Linked DNA regions of Mus musculus: regions 2 and 3 are each linked to region 1. Evidence: chromatin contacts called from public HiChIP or PLAC-seq data. All regions are on one chromosome and are shown on one strand. The core of a region is the stretch at or near the end of the contact, and the rest is flanking DNA. Distances in the headings are between cores, read along the strand shown.

Region 1 (3,403 bases), core at 863-3,362:
TGGGCCCAGCACCTGGGGAGTTGCAGTAAAGGGACTGTGAGTTCAAGGCCTTCCTAGAAAGGAGGTCATAACATACACGGACATTTACACCTGGCTTCCTCAGACCTCATGCTCTGAGGCTCCCTCCAGGGTCGCATGTGTCAGTGGCTTTGTTCCTGTGACTGCTGAGCCTGCTCCATCATCTTTTCTTGACACCAGACTCACTTGGTTTTCTCTTCATGTCCACCTGCATTTCCTCCAGATGTTGACGCTGTATGACAGGTGTCACCGGTGGCCTTCAAATGGGGAGTTCCTCGCTGGCAAAGGCCTTGTCTACCCTGATGCCTTACAAACTTGTAGAGCTGGAGCCATCTTAGAGAGGCTGGGCAGATGAAGCCTATCTCAGAAAGGCTTCCTTGCCAATAGCAAGCAAGGCCCCACATCTCTTAAGGGTCAGCATGGTCTGTGTGCCTGTGAGGCTGCAGCCTTCCAGATCCCTTGGCACTGTGAAGGAAGACATTCCTGAGGTTGAAAGCGACACAATGGAGCACAGAGTCCTCGATGCCGATGCCAGGCATGGTGGTGGTGGTCGCCATCTCTGACCCATCTTTGGTGAGACATCAAACCACAGGGTGACAAAATCTTGTTTAGTTGGCTTTTCTGTCATCAGCTAAAAGCGCCCTGATCGACAGATATCACATCACAAGCCTCCCTAGGTCTGCAGCCTCTGTGTAGCCTTCTAGCCTCAGATGAGGGGCCCCTAAGCTTCAAGGTCAGACCTCAGAAATCCAGTCCCAGCACCTGGATTTCAAACTGCCTCCCCAAGACCCATGGGTGCCTCAACCTCTTTCTCAAATGAGAGGAGGGTCTGTGCTTTCTACCTCCAATCCTTCTCAACTGTCCTCGGCTACTGCGCCTCTGGCTTCCACCAGATTCCGGCAGTGAGCCTGGGGTAGGTCCTCCTAGGGCTCTGTTTTTCATACAGGCCTCCATTCTGGAACCAGAAAGACAAAGCATCCAATTCCTAATGCCTTCCTTGTTTTAAACCTGCAACAGTTCTATTTCTGACAATGGGGGGGGGGGGGGTGTCACAGTGTCGGAAGGCTCTGTACGTTTCCTTCTGTGTGGCCATACCAAGCTACTATAAAAGGTAGAAACAGGCCAAACGTCTGCCTCGGGGAAAAGTGGAATTCGCAGCAGTTTCTGGTGTCTGCCAAATGCTGGGTGTGAAAAGAAACACTTTTGTCCCACTCACGGTCCTTTCTACCTTGAGACGCCCTCCCATCTTTGTGGCCAGGCTGAGGGACACCAAGCCCTCTCCGCTCAGGAGTCAGTCACACAGCAGCCTGGCCAATCACCCGAGGAGAATTCTGCTCCAAGCTGTAACATGTTGAAGGGATCACTGTGGGACCAGAGAGCACCCTACTAACCCTCTTTGGGGAACACTTTATGGATCGCTCAAGTTTCGTCTCAATTTCTTTTTTCCTTCTGAAACAGGGTCTCCAGATATACAAGATGCCCTTGAAATCCCTGTTATAGCCTAGCCTAGAGCCAAGGGCAGTGCTCTCGCTCACCTTCCCTGCACCGAGAACCCTGTAATATTTACCTCCCGGGTCATCATCCTTAGAAAGAGGTCCCATCCCTGCTGCCTTGCCGCGGCCGGTCTCCTCTGGATCTCCCTACCTTCAGACGAAGACGACGGCCTTGAGTGCTTGGATGTCGCGAACAACAGGCTTTCGGCAGGCTGCGACTCCTTGTCAGACTGCTTGGCCTCCTTCTCCATTACTTTCTCCTTAGACTTTGTAACTAAAGTGGTAGTGCTCTTCTCCTCCTCTGAAACACACGGACGGACAAGCCGTTAGACCTACAGCCCGCGGACGCCCGCACGGAGGGCGGGCCTCGCCGCCAGGCGGCGCCCTTTACCTTTCTTCTCTCTGGGTTTGCTTTTCGACTGGCCCATAGGTGACCCCGCCGCTCCAGCCGGGCGGCCTCGGGGCCGGTTAACCCGACCGACTCACAAAACCCACACTAGGCTCCGGGAGCTCATTACCATGGCAACCGCGTGCCGCGCGAGCCGTGCCTGAGCCCCGCCCAGGCCCCGCCCAAGCCCCGCCCCGGAGCTATCTTCTCGCGACAGCCGGCCGCGCGACCGGAAGCGGTGGCGACCCCGGAAGCCCTCGCGGAGACAGCGGGTCCGTAACATCGCGTCCCCTGCGCCGCCCCGAGGGCTGTGCTAGCCCGACCGGCCATGGACGGTAAGGGGCTGTCATCCACTTCGGGGTCGGAGCGGGAGTCTGCGGACGTCTCGCCTCAGCCCCATAACCCAGCCGGACCCGCCCCGGGCTTCAGCCCCAGACTCTATCCCCCCGGGCCTGGGACCCATAGTCTATACCCTGTATTCGGACCGGGACCCGCCCCCAGCTCACTGGGCTCGAGACCTCCGACTAGGACCTGCCCTGGGGCCTGCAGCCCGTGTAGCCACCAGGACCCGACCCGGTGCCTGAACCCTGACATCCTAGCTGAAACCCTCTCCTGGGCCTCGATCGCACAACCCAGCAGAAGCCAGCTCCCGATTCTTGATTCCAGACCCCCAGCCAGCTCTTACCCCTGGGTCTTGTTTCTTTACCAGATCTCCCCAGGCCTGCACCCCACGCCCGGGATCCAAACCCTGAATCTTGTCCAAATGATCCTACACCCGACCCCCGATCCAGGCCACTTCCACTAGCCACTCTCCCTGTTTGTTTTGTTTCTGTTTGGGGACAACGGAGTGTGGTCAGAAGGCACCAGAAAAGTACCCAGAGAAATAGTAATTAAGATACAAAGGAGTTCAAGTGCCAAACAGTAGGATTTTGGGTTCCCTCCTAGTAGGAGGGCCCGGTTAACCTTAGGTTAACAGGTTGGAAGGGAACCACCCGTAGCAGTATGAGTCACGAGTCACTTCGACCTGCCGTGGCTCCAACCTCTAGACTCCCAAGGAACTCATAATAGGTTTTATGGGCTAGTATCATAGAGTTTTTGTTTGTATGAGACTGCTTCTCTATGTAGCCTTGGCTGGCCTAGAACTTACTGTATACACCAAGCTGCCCTTGAACTCAGAGATCTGCCTACTTCTGCCTCCCCACTGCTGGGATTAAAGGTCTGTGCCACCGCCTAGGGCTGTAATGGAGGTTTTGTTTTGTTTTTAAACTGCTTTCTGAAATGTAGAAAGCTAAAGTACTGTGTCATTGTTGTAGAAGACGTAAGAATCCTAGACTGAGCCAGGCGTGGTAGCGTACGCCTTTAATCCAGCCTGGTCTACAAAGTGAGTTCCAGGATAGCCAGGGCTATACAGAGAAACCCTGTCTCGAAAAACAAAACAAAAACAAACAAGCAAAAAAGAATCCTAGACTGTCCCTTGGGAAGAAGATGGACCCTTGTCTGACAT
Region 2 (3,686 bases), core at 557-3,056, 620 kb after region 1:
TTAGCTCTCGGCCTCTGGAGCTAAGTGCTGGGCTAGCCTTCCTCCATCTCCTTACCTCCACCCTCTGATCCTCCATTAGTCTGCTGTGAATACTGGCTCGCATGAGCAGTACAGGCCAGTCTCCTAGAGGCCAGATGATATGCATTCTTAGTCCCTCCCACTCTCTTACATCCCCATTGCTGAGTGGGAACCTATAGCCACAGAGTCCAGAGGTAGTAATGCAGTCCCTAGCAGCTGTCATTCTGCCAGCCACAGTCCTTATCCTTCCCTCTAAATGCATGTATGTGGGAAGGGAATCCCAAAGAGCTCTCCTGTCCATCCTGCCAGCCACTAGGGCAGAGCTGGCAACAACCATCCAGCCATGTGTCCCCAGCAACGACTGGGCCCTGCCCTCAGTCCCTAGCTTCTAAACTAAACCTGACTGAGCCTCTGCTTCTCATTACCCTCTGCTGAGGACCTCTTGACACGGAAGTCCCAGGTCACACTAATCGCCAGAGCCTTGCAGGTTGGTGGCTCTCCCAGTTGGTTGAACAGGCCTGCCTGCCATCTGGCCAGCTCCCTCTATAGAACAGGGTGCCCGTGGCAGTCAGCACATTACATGTGGAAGAAGCATGGTTAGTGGGATACTAGTGGACACTCAGACTGGCCACGACCACCTGACCCTTAGGAGAGGGGCCTGGTCCACACCTGCACCTGCTCTTCCCGGTACCACCTCTGCCAGCCCTCATGTAGCTGTGGAAGCCACTGGATCAGTTGTCACTGGGTGAGAAATGGGACACACATGAGGTGTTCCTGGGAAGGGATGCTCGGCATGGCCGATAAGGAGCCGTATCCAATCCCGGACTACGCCCCTGACCTGGCATTGGCAAAGCTCCCTCAGGCCCAGGAGGCCTAACCTACTCTGCTGTGTCAGTGGGTTCAGAGCATCTGCTTCCACCACTATTCCTGCCAGATACCCTCAGGCGGCACCAGCTGGGAAGAGAGGTCAGCCTTGCCTTCTGAGGAAAGCGTAGCGTGCTCCAGAGCTACGGCTTCCTTTCCACTACGCTCCCCACACACTGTGCTCTGTGATAACCGAGATCTTTACTTAAACACCCTGACGTTCATCAGCCTCGAAGCAGACGCTGATGCTGCACCTGGCTGCAGTGGTATAATTGGGGCCTTTGCTCCAGCTTCATCTCAGAGGAGCTGACAGCACCCTGCTGCTGTCAGACACACAACAGCTCGTGCGCACTCGGATGCATGCACTGGCAGTCAGACCCCTCCTTCCAATCACCTCAGGCATGCATCATGCTCCCATCTTCCCCCTTTCCTGTTTTCTGGAAGGAAATACCCGGAAGGGGCTGTGAGCCACTCAGAGGCTTCAGAAGGCCTCTGTCGTTCCCCTGATATCATAGATAGGGAGACCCTGGTCAGAGCACATACATGCAAGAATGCCCTATTCCCATGCAGGCTCTGTAGACGAATGTCCATGCCTGCCAGGGACCTCATGGCACAGTCAGAGTCATATCTGCCAGATTTCAGGGCACAGAGTAAGGAGAGGAGAGTCTGAGCGGCCTCGGCAGATGAGACCGTTTATTGCAAACAGTGAAAGACAGACCGTGCCGTAGGAAGGAGAGGCCCGCAGGGCTGGAAGGGCTGGCTAGGATCTTTTATAGGGGAGAGTGTAGGGCTTGGAAATGAGGAAACAGGCTCTATAGCCGAGAGTGCATGCAGATTGCAAGAGTCTCTCCCGAGTCTGTCTGTCCAGACACGGCCATTTTATCTTTAGAAACTGCCTCCTCCCCAACCCCCATCAGGATGCGGGTGATTAGGCAAAGGCAGTTAAGGGGTTTCGACATAGAGGTGGGGCATCTCAGTGAGCCTCAGCAGGGCCTGATCAAGTTCAAGGCTTATTTGACAGGATCTCCAGCTGGCACCGCCGAATGAGGGCCAAGCAAGACGCAAGGCGCAGTCAAGAGAAGCCTGTTCAAACTGAACTCCAGCTGAGGTCCCGACAAGCCTGCTGTGGAGTCAGGTCTTCCTAGAGGACCACAGATGTGTCTTCTCGGGGACTGTGCTTACCCCCCTCTGACCATCCCATGCCACAGAGGTCAAGAGAGGAGCACATGTCTGTCTCCACCGCAGCATCACCGAGAGGTTATTGGGGTGCGCGAGCCAGTGAAGATGCTCACTGTTACAGAGGGGGCAGAGCCACGAAAGAACCCCCCGCCACTCAGTGACTCAGTTGCCCTTATGTCAGGACGTGAGCAGAAAACAGCCAAGTACACTTCCCACAGGGCTAATACGTCCACAGATGAACGGTAGTGGGCCCAGCAAGTGTCTCTGCCCCTCTTAGAACTATCTTCTGCCTGGCTGAAGCAGGAGACAGGAGACAGGACCGTTTGTTTGGTTCCTTCCCAGCTGGCTTCCTTGCTGCTTCTGGGTCTTTCCTGACTTTTCTCCTTTGATATACAAAGCTCACAATAGCTTTCAGGTGTCAAAATGAATATTGTCGACTCTCTTGGGACAGCTAAGCCTTGAGAGGTGGGACCCTTGTGTGTCTCTCTGTGAGGAGGAGGAGGAGGAGGAGGAGGAGGAGGAGGAGGAGGAGCTGCTCTAGCATTCTGGGTCTAGCAATGACTGCTGATCCATACGTGGTAGGGGCAGTGGGACATGAGTGTAGCCTGACTCTGGGGTCAGATGTTCAGCTTAAATCCCATCTGCCCAGGTACTCCACTTAAGCCTGGCTGTGGCCCTCCCATGGCAGTGGGTGGGTGTCAGTGTTGGGGCCTTAGTGCGCATTTACATACCCAGAGGAGAGTCAGGTACTCACCACTCCAGGCTCCATCCCCCAAACACCAGCCGGTGAGGATGGTCTCAGAGATGACTACATCCATTGCAGGTCAGCCACCAGCTGGGAAGCATCATGGATCTCTTCACCACCAGCCTGTCCCTTGCAGGCCTGAAGCCCCCCAGTGACAGGGTGATTGATGGACTTGACCTCCTCCCCACCATGCTCAAGGGCCAGATGATGGACAGGTTGGTGCTAGGCAACATCTGTCCCGCCCCTAGTGCTGCCCCCTTGCCCCAGCTCCTCATGCTGGGGCCCAGAGCTAGAGCTTCCTCACTGGCTAGCTATGACTATAAAAGAAACAATGTAGATGCTGAAGCAGGGGAACAAGATGGAACTGGGATGTGCACCTGGGAAAGGGCTCAGTCTGAGCCCATCAGGGCCCTGATAAGCACTGACTCTTAGGAAACCACCTTAAGACTTAAGGGATGGGAGGTGTCCTACCAACAAGTGTCTTTTCCCAGGCCCAGCCCCATCTTACTTCTAAGAAGGGGATCTCATTGTTAGCAGCTCAACTCCTTTGTCAGCCCCATTTCCTAGGGCTAGGCTTTGCCTCCACAGGGTCATGGCCAGCCAGGGAATGACTAAGGCCAGTCCCTGCAGCCTAGTGGTTGTCACACACATTGGACCAAGTAGGACCCCAGGACCTCATGTGTGCCAGGAAATAATTTTCCTGAGCCACACACCCCAGTTCCCTCTGAGTTTTTGTACTCTGTGGCCCTCGCACATCTTTAAAATGTCAGCCGATACCTACCCGGAGGCATGGGCAGCTCGCCACTCCCCAGCCAGGAGCTCCACATGGAAACACACGGACTTGGTCTTCACTCTTTCTCTCCTCAACACAACAGGCCCA
Region 3 (3,430 bases), core at 364-2,863, 880 kb after region 1:
CTTGCCAACATCCAATCTGGTGTTGGGGCGTGTTCCTTTCTAGTGCAGGCTGCCTTCAGTGGTCCCCGGAAGCTCTTCTTGCTCAGTCTCCCCCTAAGCCCACGTAGAGAAGCAGAGCTCTCAGTGGCTGTGGAGGGCCCAGGGTGGCCCCTCTAGCCCTTGTGTTCAGTGGCTGTGGAGGGCCCAGGGTGGTCCCTCTAGCTCTTGTGTTCAGTGGCTGTGGAGGGCCCAGGGTGGCCCCTCTAGCCCTTGTGTTCAGTGGCTGTGGAGGGCCCAGGGTGGCCCCTCTAGCCCTTGTGTTCAGTGGCTGTGGAGGGCCCAGGGTGGCCCCTCTAGCCCTTGTGTTCAGTGGCTGTGGAGGGCCCAGGGTGGCCCCTCTAGCCCTTGTGTTCAGTGGCTGTGGAGGGCCCAGGGTGGTCCCTCTAGCTCTTGTGTTCAGTGGCTGTGGAGGGCCCAGGGTGGTCCCTCTAGCTCTTGTGTTCAGGGGCTGGCTGTAGAGGGCCCAGGGTGGTCCCTCTAGCTCTTGTGTCAGTGGTTATGATTCGCATGGGATTGCAGCTCCAAAGGTTGTCCATCATCCTCTCAGATGGGGTTCAGGGTGCTCTCTCAGGCAGTTTGATTGTTACCCAGATAAGCTGGTGTCCCTTTAAGAGCTGGACCAGTCAGAACCAAGTGACCCTGCCTTCTGAAAGACCTTAGCGGGGAGGGAGGCAGGCATGAGATACAGACCCTTCCTGTAGATCTCTGAGTTGGCGGCTTCTTCAGTTAGGACCTGGGGCAGCATCCTTAGCCAGCAGCTCTCATCCACCATCAGGGTCACAGCTGGGCCCTAGAGAAGAGTGGAGATGGGAAAGGCTCAGTCTATATAGGATGCCGAGTGGGGGGCTTTGCTCTGTTGTGTAGTGGTGGTCAGCAGCCTGGTAGCTCATAGCAGTAGGACTTGTGTAGTTCAAACACTATGATAACTGGAGGCATGGCAGGGAGCTGTGCATTCCCAGGCTATGCATTGGTCTCTGTTGGGAACAAAGGTCTAGAGCTGTCAAGCACTGAATCTATAGAGCCTGCTGATGTGTGTTCTCTTTCTGTGACAGCAGAGCTGCTGGCACCAAGGGTATGGCCCATACCACGCAACTGCTAGATTCCTGCAAGGAACTGAGAAAGGGAGGGAGGGAGGGAGAGAGGGAGAGAGGGAGGGAGAGAGGGAGAGAGGGAGAGAGGGAGAGCACGAGCCCATGTCTCTGTACAGTAGAGCTTTCCTTTCTGGTGCAGGGTGGAACTTTTGGCCCTGTCCGTTCATTGAGAGCACTGTCCTTCTCCTGAGATTGGCTGCCCCAACCCAAGACAGCTGTGTTGCCAGGGAGCGAGGGGTAGTGGGTAGCTGAGGCTCTGTGCCCTCTTCCCCATCATATGGGCCAGGGAACTGAGACAGAATAAAGGGGAGGGGGTTGGGGTTAGAAGTTCCAGCCTAGGGCTGTGCCACACACTTCCTCTGCAGCTCCATCTGAACCTGGAAGGGAAGAGCTCTGGGCTCAGCCCCCCAGGGCCACCAAAGCTGCTTGCTTCCTGCCCCCTGCACCCTGGCTCTCAGCCCAGCAGCAGAGGAAGTAAGTGTACGTGGCCATGTCTCTGTGCAGCCCAGGCTGGAAGGCTGGGCTGGGATTTGGTCTCCGGTGGAGGATGAGACACAGCCAGTGGAAGGCAGGGACAGCAGAGGCCCAGTCCTGTCTATCCTTGGAGGGTGGGGTGGGTGACTGCTGCCACTTGGGCACCTCCCTGTTCGCTGAGCTTACTTAGCCCCTGGACTAAGCCACTCGGGCACTATGTGTAAAGGCAGAGCAGGCCTGTGTATCATCCTGTCGGCCATTCGCTGTTTGATTCAAATAAATGCCTTTCACTCAGAAACCTGCACCCCAGGAACTCTTAACCCAAAGCTTAGAGCCCCTGCTCACTCCCGGCTCCTAAGAACCGCTGCGGTGGTCATGGCAATGAGCTCACTGGGTAAGGAAGATGACCAACAGGCTGGAACAGGAGGAGAAACAGGCTGCTGACTGTAAGGGGAACTGCCAGGACAGTGCTTGGCACTCCTGGGTCCCCTTGTGTGTGATGCCCACATAGGCTCTGGGGCCAAACGTCAGGGTTCAGGTCTGACCTTTCTCCTGTGACCCCTGTGGACCAACTCTTTACAGATCGCATTCACATGGCATATACAGAGCCAACAAGATAAGGCCTACTAGCTGGGAACTCCCAGTGACCCATGAGGTCATGACAGCCCAGCCCGGTGGCTTCCACGTCACCTGCCTGCTGCCACGTGGCTTGCCATGGAGCAGGGAGTGGAGATAAGCTGGTTCTGAAGGGGAGCCCTGGAGTCCTAGCAGGTAACACCTGCACCTCTGGCTTCAGTTTCCTGTATGCCAGCACGGTGAGGCCCACATGACAAAGTTGCTGTCAGGATAGGGGAAGGAATCCCCTTCCTTGTCCTGCCACCATCTCAGGGCGGTGGGAGAGCTGGGGGCTAGGGAGGCTGTGCCCTTCTCTGTGGGCCTTTCTGCCCTGGGCACAGATGAATGTGAGGATACAGGAAGCCCTAGAGCTGTGTATACTGGCCACGGCTGCTTACTTATGCTCTGCTTGAAGGATAACATGAACAGTAAGGCATCTCTGGACCTAGGTATTGCCTTGCACCCTGGACCTTGCTGGCAGTTGCCACACGTCCACTGAGGGAGTGCATTCTACCCAAGAGCCTGCTTCAGATCGGCTGGCTTCCGTCAGGAGGTGGCTCCCAGGGATGCAGGGGGTAGGTGAGCTTTCAAGGTCACAGTTGGATAGCACAGAGTAAGCAGCAGACGGGTGTGGGCAGCCACACAGGGGGCCTCTGACTCTCACAGGCTAGCTGTTCCTGGCCCCAGCAGATGGCTGTCAGTGAGGTGGCTGGGTCTGGCCCTCCCTGCCTCAGCCTTCCACTACTCTAATGAATATTAATGAGCGGAGGAGGGTGAGAAAATTAATCTGCCTGATCCTCTGATGGGTGCTGTGGTAACGATATGAAATCTAATTATTCGTCCCAATATTTCTAAACCCTCAAACTGAGACTGACAGCCTCGCGGTCGGTTTAACGCTTATCGCTCTCCGGAGCAGCGTGTTCACCGCATGATAAAAACACGAGCGCGCACACGCACGCCACTTTGCTGACGCTGCACAAGCTGCTCTTTCTGTGGCAGTCCCAGTGCATGGAACACCATACCGCACCCCCTTGCAGCACTGTGGCATGGGGTGCATGCAACCTTGGGGAGCAGTGCTAGGAGGGAGCAGTGGTTGCTGTCCAGCACATCAAGTCCCCAGGGAAATGGGCCATGAGTTCCTGGCTGCCCCAAAACAGAGGTCCTGCGCCTCCATGCAGGTCCCTTCTCTGTTTCCGTGTGTGTGTGTGTGT

Evidence for each region. HiChIP or PLAC-seq counts read pairs in DNA pulled down with a chosen protein or histone mark.
Region 2: a contact with region 1 is called in an H3K4me3 HiChIP or PLAC-seq map of bone marrow-derived macrophages, with 4 times the contacts expected there. The contact joins the enhancer-like site here to the promoter of Chmp1a in region 1. A contact is called at or near these places in 9 of 39 promoter capture datasets (the 3T3-L1 cell line, cranial neural crest, embryonic stem cells and 3 more), 1 of 15 datasets of contacts at CTCF or cohesin (the NIH/3T3 cell line), 2 of 484 Hi-C or Micro-C datasets (B cells and liver), 9 of 115 datasets of contacts at active chromatin or transcription factors (acute myeloid leukemia, bone marrow-derived macrophages, differentiating embryonic stem cells and 4 more) and 3 of 9 other capture datasets (adipose tissue, liver and pancreatic islet).
Region 3: a contact with region 1 is called in an H3K4me3 HiChIP or PLAC-seq map of bone marrow-derived macrophages, with 3 times the contacts expected there. The contact joins the enhancer-like site here to the promoter of Chmp1a in region 1. A contact is called at or near these places in 2 of 39 promoter capture datasets (liver and pre-B cells) and 4 of 115 datasets of contacts at active chromatin or transcription factors (bone marrow-derived macrophages, embryonic stem cells, large pre-B cells and 1 more).

Annotation. Positions count from the first base shown.
Region 1 is chr8:123,211,497-123,214,899 of GRCm38.p6, reverse strand. It overlaps Chmp1a (charged multivesicular body protein 1A), which reads left to right and starts at 2,112. Exons shown (of 7, transcript NM_145606.3): 1 at 2,112-2,234. The coding sequence starts at 2,228. It overlaps Spata33 (spermatogenesis associated 33), which reads right to left and starts at 2,042. Exons shown (of 3, transcript NM_177279.4): 1 at 1,903-2,042; 2 at 1,663-1,812. The coding sequence starts at 1,939.
Region 2 is chr8:122,591,536-122,595,221 of GRCm38.p6, reverse strand. Galns (galactosamine (N-acetyl)-6-sulfate sulfatase) reads left to right here. Exons shown (of 14, transcript NM_016722.4): 10 at 2,885-3,021; 11 at 3,682-3,686. Among named protein-coding and RNA genes, the nearest start is that of Aprt, 16 kb to the right of the region's middle. Within about 2 kb of position 1,806, at least 39 of the 459 cell types and tissues checked have an H3K27ac peak or open chromatin away from gene starts, as enhancers often do. A contact at or near this core is called in acute myeloid leukemia, adipose tissue, bone marrow-derived macrophages and 1 more, where this site is marked.
Region 3 is chr8:122,329,489-122,332,918 of GRCm38.p6, reverse strand. Zfpm1 (zinc finger protein, multitype 1) reads right to left here. Exons shown (of 10, transcript NM_009569.4): 5 at 730-829. Among named protein-coding and RNA genes, the nearest start is that of Gm46056, 13 kb to the left of the region's middle. RefSeq lists an enhancer at 2,958-3,248. Within about 2 kb of position 1,613, at least 49 of the 459 cell types and tissues checked have an H3K27ac peak or open chromatin away from gene starts, as enhancers often do. A contact at or near this core is called in bone marrow-derived macrophages and liver, where this site is marked.